Linked DNA regions of Anas platyrhynchos: region 2 is linked to region 1. The links are chromatin contacts, called in public Hi-C maps. All regions are on one chromosome and are shown on one strand. Each heading gives the region's core, a stretch centred on a gene start, on an enhancer-like site or on the middle of the called end of the contact. The rest is flanking DNA. Distances are from core to core; before and after follow the strand shown.

Evidence for each region. A called contact is a pair of places that touch in the nucleus more often than the background predicts.
Region 2: a contact with region 1 is called in a Hi-C map of skeletal muscle, with 4 times the contacts expected there. The contact joins two enhancer-like sites. A contact is called at or near these places in 2 of 8 Hi-C or Micro-C datasets (skeletal muscle and subcutaneous adipose tissue).

Annotation. Positions count from the first base shown.
Region 1 is chr1:142,580,667-142,585,035 of IASCAAS_PekinDuck_T2T, reverse strand. C1H2orf49 (chromosome 1 C2orf49 homolog) reads right to left here. Exons shown (of 4, transcript XM_027445419.3): 3 at 3,038-3,410. Among named protein-coding and RNA genes, the nearest start is that of C1H2orf49, 8.3 kb to the right of the region's middle. Within about 2 kb of position 1,770, at least 3 of the 8 cell types and tissues checked have an H3K27ac peak or open chromatin away from gene starts, as enhancers often do.
Region 2 is chr1:142,808,713-142,813,081 of IASCAAS_PekinDuck_T2T, reverse strand. NCK2 (NCK adaptor protein 2) reads right to left here. Exons shown (of 5, transcript XM_027445279.3): 5 at 2,875-4,245. The coding sequence ends at 4,051. Among named protein-coding and RNA genes, the nearest start is that of ECRG4, 55 kb to the left of the region's middle. Within about 2 kb of position 2,186, at least 2 of the 8 cell types and tissues checked have an H3K27ac peak or open chromatin away from gene starts, as enhancers often do.

The sequences.
Region 1 (4,369 bases), core at 521-3,020:
ACCTAGTACTATTGCTGTACTCAGCTACTATGCAGCTTTCTATTGCCATCTTGTGGAGAAAGTTGAATATCACAGAGATAGAGAAGAAGGAAATAAAGCCCATTAATTTAACTACATGCAATTCACATACATCTTTTGCTTTTCCTTAATCCCTAAATGAGTTAGACAGAAGTTAACAGGCACACATTAGAGCTTTAGAACACCCTTTTAAAGTTCCTTTAAATTGTCTTCTTAAAATACTTTCTAAAATAGGATTGTGTAAAGAAAATAATCAACAGAATTAGAAAATCAATTCACTGTCGTTAAACAAGAAATGTCAGTAAAAAAAAAAAAGGAAAAGTAGGTCTTGCTTTATAATGACCCATATAAAAATGTAAAATAATTGCTGAAGCCTCTTTCAATCCCCGCTCCTCCACTCCAAGAAGCCAGAAAACATTAAGCAAGCCTGAAGTAAAACGATGGGAGATTTAAGTGGTGAAATAAATACCTTTCATCATCTAAAATAAGAAAAATATCTGAGAAATTAGGGCTTTAATAGTTCACACACAGAGAGTAAACACAGCTACATGACTTTTCCAGATCATTTTGAAAAACTAGTTTTGGCATGACCTAGAGATCTCTCTTCTCCTTAGGAGCTAAAGAGGTAGCAGTTGACAGCAGTCCTGGGTGTCTTAGCCCCTAAGAGGTTGTAACAAATTAATCAGAAGGATAATTCTGTGCTATTCTGCATGAAAACTTTAGTTTCTCTTGGAAGTCAAAACCCAACCACTTTCTTGAAAAGGCAGCTGTCATTACTATCATTATACTAAAAATACACCAGGCTTCATAGGCTACAGGCATTGGAAAGGATTGCCCAGGGAAGTGGTGGAGTCACTATCCCTGGAGTCGAGGAAAGGTTGGACGTGGTGCTTAGGGACATGGGTTAGTGGGTGACATTGGCGGTAGGGGGATGGTTGAACCAGGTGATTTTGGAGGTGTCTTCCAACCTTAATGATTCTATGGTTCTATGATTCGGCCATCAGCCAAGTGTACTGCTTCTTCCTGCCAATATTATTATTCAATACAGAATTCTATAATTTCAGACAGTGAAGTAACATCCATTGGACACACTTGCCTAATTTCAATTTTTTTTTGACCCACGTTAACCAAGGCATATGAATGAACTTACATGTACTTAAACTGGACAACAAACTGGCTAAGATAGAAAATCAAGTATCAGAAGCCCTGGCTTCCAAGTGTCAGTAATATAATGGCAAACACTTAAATGATACTATGTCTGTGAAATATTCAATTAAAATATAAAAAAAGCTGTGAGGTGTATGCCAAGCAAGTTTCAAAAGCTCTGTGGGTTCAGATCTAACCAATTAAGAAGTTCTAAATACTAAAATAAGTTAATGGTATTGGTAGTAGGAAACACCTCTCCAGCAAAAAAAATGATTCAGTGCCACAGCTATGTTGCTTGTAAAAGTGGTTAAAACTGTCTTTCAGAACATTTGTGGTACATTTAGGTGCTTGTGTTTAACAGAACTTTGATAGAACCTACAAAACTATGCAGTAAGGATGTTACCTGCATTCCTTCATATAAGAATTAAGAAAAAAAAAAAGAGAGAGAAGTGAAAGGGAAAGAAAGAAAAACAGCAAAGGAATTAAAAAAGTGAAAGGAAGAAAAAAGGATTAATAAAAAAATGACATGAGGCAATACTGAGGAAACAGAAATAAGGTGTGGTGTCCAGAGAAAATTTCAGTCAATGGAACAGTGTAACGGCATGCTGCATTTCTAAAGCTCCCCCTGCAGTTCAGTCAAGATCATATACCTCTATATCCTCCTTTGAAGCCTAGACTTGTTCCAAGTATTCCTGTCTTCCAGTGGAAACGTAAAAGAGCCCTTGCATTTGTTTACTACATTTGTATTATGAATGAATACAGTGCAAATGTAAGACTTATCCCTACCTTGAAGCTGCCCCATTACTGGGCTCTGCTCCTTGCTCTCCATCAAGAACTTAGCCTAATAACACCTTCACCAAAATTCAAATACTGCTGCATCTTTCTCCTCAACTTGTGGCTGTGTTCAGCACCATTACTTCCACTTTCAAAGGTCCACCCTTCTGAAGTCACATATCCTGCTTTAGTTCTTCTCTCATCTCTTCGGCTTACCAGCCTCCTTCTGCCTCATCCATAACATGGATCTCTTCTCTACCTAGATTCGTTTGCAGCTGAATCTAACTTACAGAAAAGAGGTCACTATTTAGTGTTATGATTAACAAATCAGCAATCAATTTTCTACTTGAGAACAGCACCCTCCTGTTCAAGATCTCAGCACATCCTTCTCATCATCTTATAGAAACCCAGGTACCTGAGCAAGATCACCACGGCTCAAAATGAGCACTTGACCTTTGTCCTCTCGCTACAACTAGCTCGGTTTGTTGTTGCTCTCATTCAGACCCACAATCTAGGCAGCTCTCCAGATTTTCTCATCTAATTCCTACCTCTAGCTTGCCAATTCCTATGTGAGATTTCAAACAGATGGCCTTCTTCCTTTAAGGACACATGCTACAGCTTGCAGCATCTCACTTCAGTTCCTTCAACATCTCCTCCTTCACTTTGACAAATGAAAGCTTGTCTTAATCATTCAAGTGTGATTGTTACAAATGTTATCATTCCACTTTTTTCTTCCCTACTACAAAACAGACCAGGCTGCTCTTGTTCTCTAAAGCCTGTCCTCTCTCTCAGACCTACAAGTAGGGTTATTTTTGTTTGATTTAGTTGACCCTGCTACCAGCACCACCTTACATATTACCTACTTGCTCATTTTACAATGACATGCATGTTTTCTGCAGAGCTGCCTCTAACACAGAAGCTTCCCACAAACAAGTAAAAAATACTTCATTTTTTTCCTGCTGGTCTCTCCCAAACCAGCTACTCCTTTCTAAATACTGTACTGTTACTCCAACATAAAATAATCCTGGGAATTCTTACCAGGTTCTACCTTTGGTTCCTTCAACTTTCAATAAAAATAAAGGTATGTGAACGTACGTACCGGCAAATCAGAGTCTTCTTTTGGAACAGATCTCTTTAACTTCACAACAGTAGCTCCTGCTACTGGAGTCAAAGGGTACGCCTTCAGATTAGCCAATACACTGCTATTAGTCTTTGAAATATTGTTCTGCTTAGCCTCACTATTCCTCACTTCCAGCTTAGCGTCCTCTGGTAAACTGGAGGCTGAAATGTATGATGAGGCATTTGAAGAAGCTGATAATCTCCTAACGGTATTGGTGGTGCTTCCAGCTGGGGGAGGTTTTAGGCGATCGGTAGCTCCATTCTCTGTTTTCTTCACTTTTATGCTTGTGCTCGTTGAACTACCATCAAATACAATTAATGGCCGTTTCCTCAATCCTTCCACCGCTGTAACACTGAAAATACAAATTGTAAAATGATCACAAACACAAGCCAAATTGCTCAAAAATAGCATATCCAAGACATAAGCAGTAAAAATGACTTTAATCTTGCGTAAGGTAAAAATACATTCCAGAATACTGTCCTTAAACTCTTAGCTGCCCCAAATTTAAACAATAGGAAAAATTCCAAAATACAAAGGGGCGTGGGGGTGTGTGGAAGAGTATGGGGCATGCAGGGGATCAACAAAGAGGGGTTGAGTGAGGCACCTTCTAGACAGGCACAGTTGTACATCCTAAGATTTCACACTTAACTTATACCACTGTAGCTCTTCCTGAAAAGCAAAAGACTTTAATAGTCATTAAGTATTTAAAAAGTATTTGAGAAAGCGTGAACCACCTTACAAGAACAGGATCTAATATTCTGATGCTTATAAATCTCCTCAATTCAATACTTATTCAAAATCGTAGTGTTAAAACAGCCTAAGGAACTGTGAGATGAGGAATGAAAACGTTAAGCAAAAAAGAATGCATACTTGTTTCTGAAATAACCTGTGGAGCAGGAACCCTAAGCGGATTTAATGTCTTTTGAATAGTTTGTGCCTTCGTGTCTAGTCAGAGACGGCCAATTTAGTAACAACTGATTTATGAAAAAAAGAATACTATCAACCTACTATTAAAAGACCAGTATCAGAAGACATCCTGACTGGCAAAAAAAAAATAGAACAGTTATCATACCTTACTCTACATAAATTTAGAGTTTTAAAATGTGTTGCTTAAGAATGGCAAAGATGAACTATTCAGATTTAACAAATAAAAAAACAATTCACCATTAAGTCATAATATTCCTGTTTAAAAACTTCAGTTTTCAGTACGCACTTACTGTTTAGCCATCTTGCATAAAACAGGGGAATAGAAGTTGAACTACAGGGTTTTCAACAGAGAAATACATTCATTAATTTGACAATATTGATGTT
Region 2 (4,369 bases), core at 937-3,436, 230 kb before region 1:
AGACTCCGGAGAGATTGCACAGGTTTCTCTTACTTCCAAATTACTGAACTGAACTTGTTTAAGACCAAGAAGAAACAAATGTCCTTCCAATTACTTAGCAGGTTTTGCCAAGCAAAATGCCAGACTTAATCCCAAAAGAAGCGTGGTCCCTTTTCTGGTTTTATTTATTTAGAATTTAGGCAAAACCTGGTCTTTTTTTTTTTAAGAAAAATTGTACAGTGGTTTTATAATGTTTCAGCTTTGATATACCAAAACTCATCATTTAAGTGTAGATCTCAATTTGCCCTTGGTGAAACCATTAAACCAGGCAGTGAGCTTTACAATACAGGAAAGCTACAATAAAGGCTTGGAAGGACAGCTGTAAACCTAAAATTCCAGACAAATTTGTAAGATAAATAAATCTGAGAAAACACTAAATAGAATTATTAAAGACCATGACTTTATAGTCCATTCATACAGTCCATATTCATGTTAATTACCCAACCACCTCTTCTCTCCCAAAAGGGAAGGCTAAGCAAACCCTTTGCTTTTACAGTACAGTGGGACCAAAGTCAGTTTACCTGGCATGCTCTTGGTTCCTCCTTCGCTTAATCCTTCAGTAATCTGCCTGCAACTGCTGTGTGACTACCTCAGAACTGAATCAGGTCAGCCGTGGCTATCTGGAACCGAACTGTGTCGTATTTTGCTGACACACCCTAAATCAGCTGAAAGCTGCAGAGCTGTCTTAAAACAGTTTCTGCTGTACTTCTCAGCCTTGTGGGCTGAGACTCAGCGGCGTGCTCCAGGCTCACGCTTCTTCCAGTTTGGAGCTGGCTGGAAACTGCCTGGCTTGGGGTCTAAGGAGAAGCTTGTGTGCATTCATCTGCAAAACAGGGTAAATCCTGAAACTCTCCCAGCTCTTTGGCCAAATACCACCATCGGTAACAGCAGCATGGCAGCGGAGGCACTTTGACAACCAGCACCAGCTCTGAGCTACACACACGGCTCCAAAATGGCCAGAAAACGGAAGCAAAACATCTCTTTGTCTTCCCTCCAAAAATAAAACAAAGCACTGGTGATAGCCAGGCCCTACTCCACACCCATCTGGAAACTTTGTGTATACACATACTTTTGTAAGACTCGACAGCATAAAAGCTTAGACCAAGGACTAAGATATTTAGCAAGAACAGTAACCACAGCATCCTTTAAATATAACATCCTTAGGAAAAGAGTGCTACAGAATTGAAGAGCAAGGATGTGCAAGTTCAGAGGTGACAGGATTTGACCATTTTTTTTGTCGTCAGAAATTATTTGAGCCTTTAATGAAAACTGCAGTTGAAGAAACTCAGGTAACCACAATTCCTATAATCTACCAAAACCAGGCCCTAAGTTTTGGCAAAGAGGCTTTAAGTAGTCAAAAACCAGGAGTGCAGTTTTGTCAAAAGATAAGAAAGGGAGGTAGAAAATGAGGGGGGAAAAAATCCACATCATACTACACCTTTATTAAGCTGTTACCACTGAAGATTTTTAATGCTTAAGGCCCAATCCAGCGAATGAGGTCAAAAAGGCAGCAAAACTTGCAGAAACCTATCTTAATTAGCAAAGACTGGGAACGACTGAAGACCTATTAATGAGCTCGCTGAATAGACAGCATGCTGATTAAATACAGCGTGGGCAAAAACAAGATGAAGCTTGTTTCAAAAAAAAATAATAATTCAAGCTAGTCGTTCACAGTGCTGGGTCATAAATTAACTAACTGCTTCCAAAACAAAATACTTCAACAATTTGCACCTCTATACACAGAAGCTCTTCACAAGGCACCAGGTGAAAAAAAACAAACAAAATTCAACAAGATTAAAAAACCCTCAAAGCATAAAGCATATGCTAAAAGCTTCACTTGGAAGTCTATTTGATTTAGTTCTAAGTTAGCAAGACTAGAAAGGAGTTAGGAACTACCAGAGCTTGTATAAAGAAGCTACAAAAAAAAAGTGGATTTTTTGTTTGTTTAAAAACCAACAACATAGCAAGTGTATAATTGACTTTCATAACATCACTGCCATGCTCAAGGTACACGCTTAGATTTACCTAAATAAAGAACTAGATGTTAGATAGCAAAAAAAACTACCTTCTCTGCAGAATTCACTTGTGAAGATTCAGAAGGAAGCCACTGTGCTGTCCTTCTGCAAGCAGACTGTAAACAACTTGCGCTTCTCCCCAGCTCCCCAAGGAAAGCTGCTCTGTTCCCAGAACATGGCCATAGGTAGTGCTTGCCAGAATAACACACGGCTGTTCTGGGCTGCCCTGAATCTCTGCTTTCCTTCACGAGGCTGGACCAAGCAGGAGTTTCAGTGTCCATTTTTTATAGTTAAGACACATACAGAAAACTACAGTTGTTAATTTGGATAATCTTACAGCAACAAGATTTCAAGAGCATTGGGTAAAATAATATGCATGTAGAACTTGACAAATTGTACCTGCCTGCCAGGGCTGAGCAAGAGGGTGATGGCACTCCCAGAGGTACCAGGGCAGCCTCCTGGCAATGGCATGGTTTGCACCACAGCAGACCGGTGTCTGCTCTGCCTATGCTGCAGCTGTGCACATAACATTACTGGCTGAAATATAAAATCTGTAAGGAACGTGTTTTAATCGAGAAAATGTACTAGAAAACATCTCCCTCTTGCAGTTTTCATTAAAGCTATGAACAGACTTGTCACAGAAAGAATGAGCATGGAGGTCATTAGACGCTGCCTTGTGTCAAACTGTACTCCACGGTGGCAATTTTTTTTGTTTTATGTCACACAAATTCCAAGAGAAACAAACTCAGACTTTACTCCAGTTCACCTTACTAAAGGAATATCGGGACTACCACCCAAGGATAAATGCAGTACTCCATCGTGACATAATACCTTTTTTATTACAATATCCAAAAAACTGAGTATGCAAGATTTAGGAGATCCTAAGATCCCCTTCTTCAGTCTCAGGAGTGTGCCATCTAAAGACTGTATATTTAAACCATAAAGGAGTTTAAATGTAAAGAAAAGAGAGAAATGCATTTTCTTCATAAACATTCTGTGTGTCTCTTCCTACCAATCACACCATCCTCTGTAAAACCTGAAGATTTCTTTCTGTAAAGCAAATATATATATAGTGTTGGTAGCCCGCCCCACCCAGCCCAAGATCATTTTTTTTATTAATCTTCTGTATTAGTGTCAACAATCAGCTACAGATACATATTACTTTGAGAATTAAATACATAATTGTTTAATTCAAACAAGCAGAAGGGCAAGAGGAAAAAGCATTATGTGGATGGCACATTTGGTTGTAGATTACCAAAACATTCAGTCTTTACATTTCAATGATTCTTTCTCTAGTAATCAACTTTCAAATAAAATTTCTCTTTGTTGCAATTACAGACCAAAATACACTAGATAGTTTTCTTTTACTACAATCTTACCATAGTAGTTTAGGAAGTACTATTACAAAACGCTTTTAATTAGTGTACTCTTTGCGAAGAGTCAGAGAGGCAATGTAATAGCAGAGTACAGTGTAAAGAGTGCTTCTAGGAGCTAGGAGTTTCTGTAATATGGGAAGCAAAAGAGCTACAGAACTCACAGCCACAACTGTCATGTCTACTGCGTCTCACTCACTCAGCTGCAGCCTCAGTGCATTCAAGCTGTGCCCGGTGTCTCTCAGCGAAGAGTTCTGTCTGCGGGAGCCGCTGGAAGGGGGTAACACTGGGTTGAATTGCAAACCCCCCTCCTTCATCCGAGCTACCTCCGTAAACGTACACAGGCAGAGGAGGGGGGTTCAGAACTCGCTCCCGGAGGCGAGCGCTGGCAACAGCCACCTGGTGAAGGGCTCGACCTGAAAGGAGGGGATCTGAGATGGACAGAACTGAAACACAAAGGTAGGCAAACGAAAAAGGACAAATAACAACCAACAGAGCAAACACGTTGGAAAGAGCCTACTCCTTAAGCCTGCTTCAGATATTGCTCTGCTCTATAAAAGTGAATTTAGGACCTAAGGCTTGGAAGTTAGAAGAGGCCTGGGCGGCCGAGTCCATCTTCAACGTCACTGAAGTGCTTTCACAAGATATAGCTTTTCCCCGTGTTCACTGGTGAAGATGGGAGCCTTTTTGTAGTGTTCCACCAACTCATCCATAGTATTAAAGCGACGCTGCCCAATACAATAGACATTGTCCACGAGCTGCACCTTGAAATGTTTGTTCTTCCCCGATGCCTTTAGAGATACCGAGAAGTCACTGGGCTGTTGAGAAGAATTCAAAAAAAAGAAAAGAAACAGAGGATTACACAAAAGTCAACAAAAAGAAGGCACGATTTTGCTGTTTCAGGAACAAACCGTGTAATATAGCTGATGGTGTAATTTATGC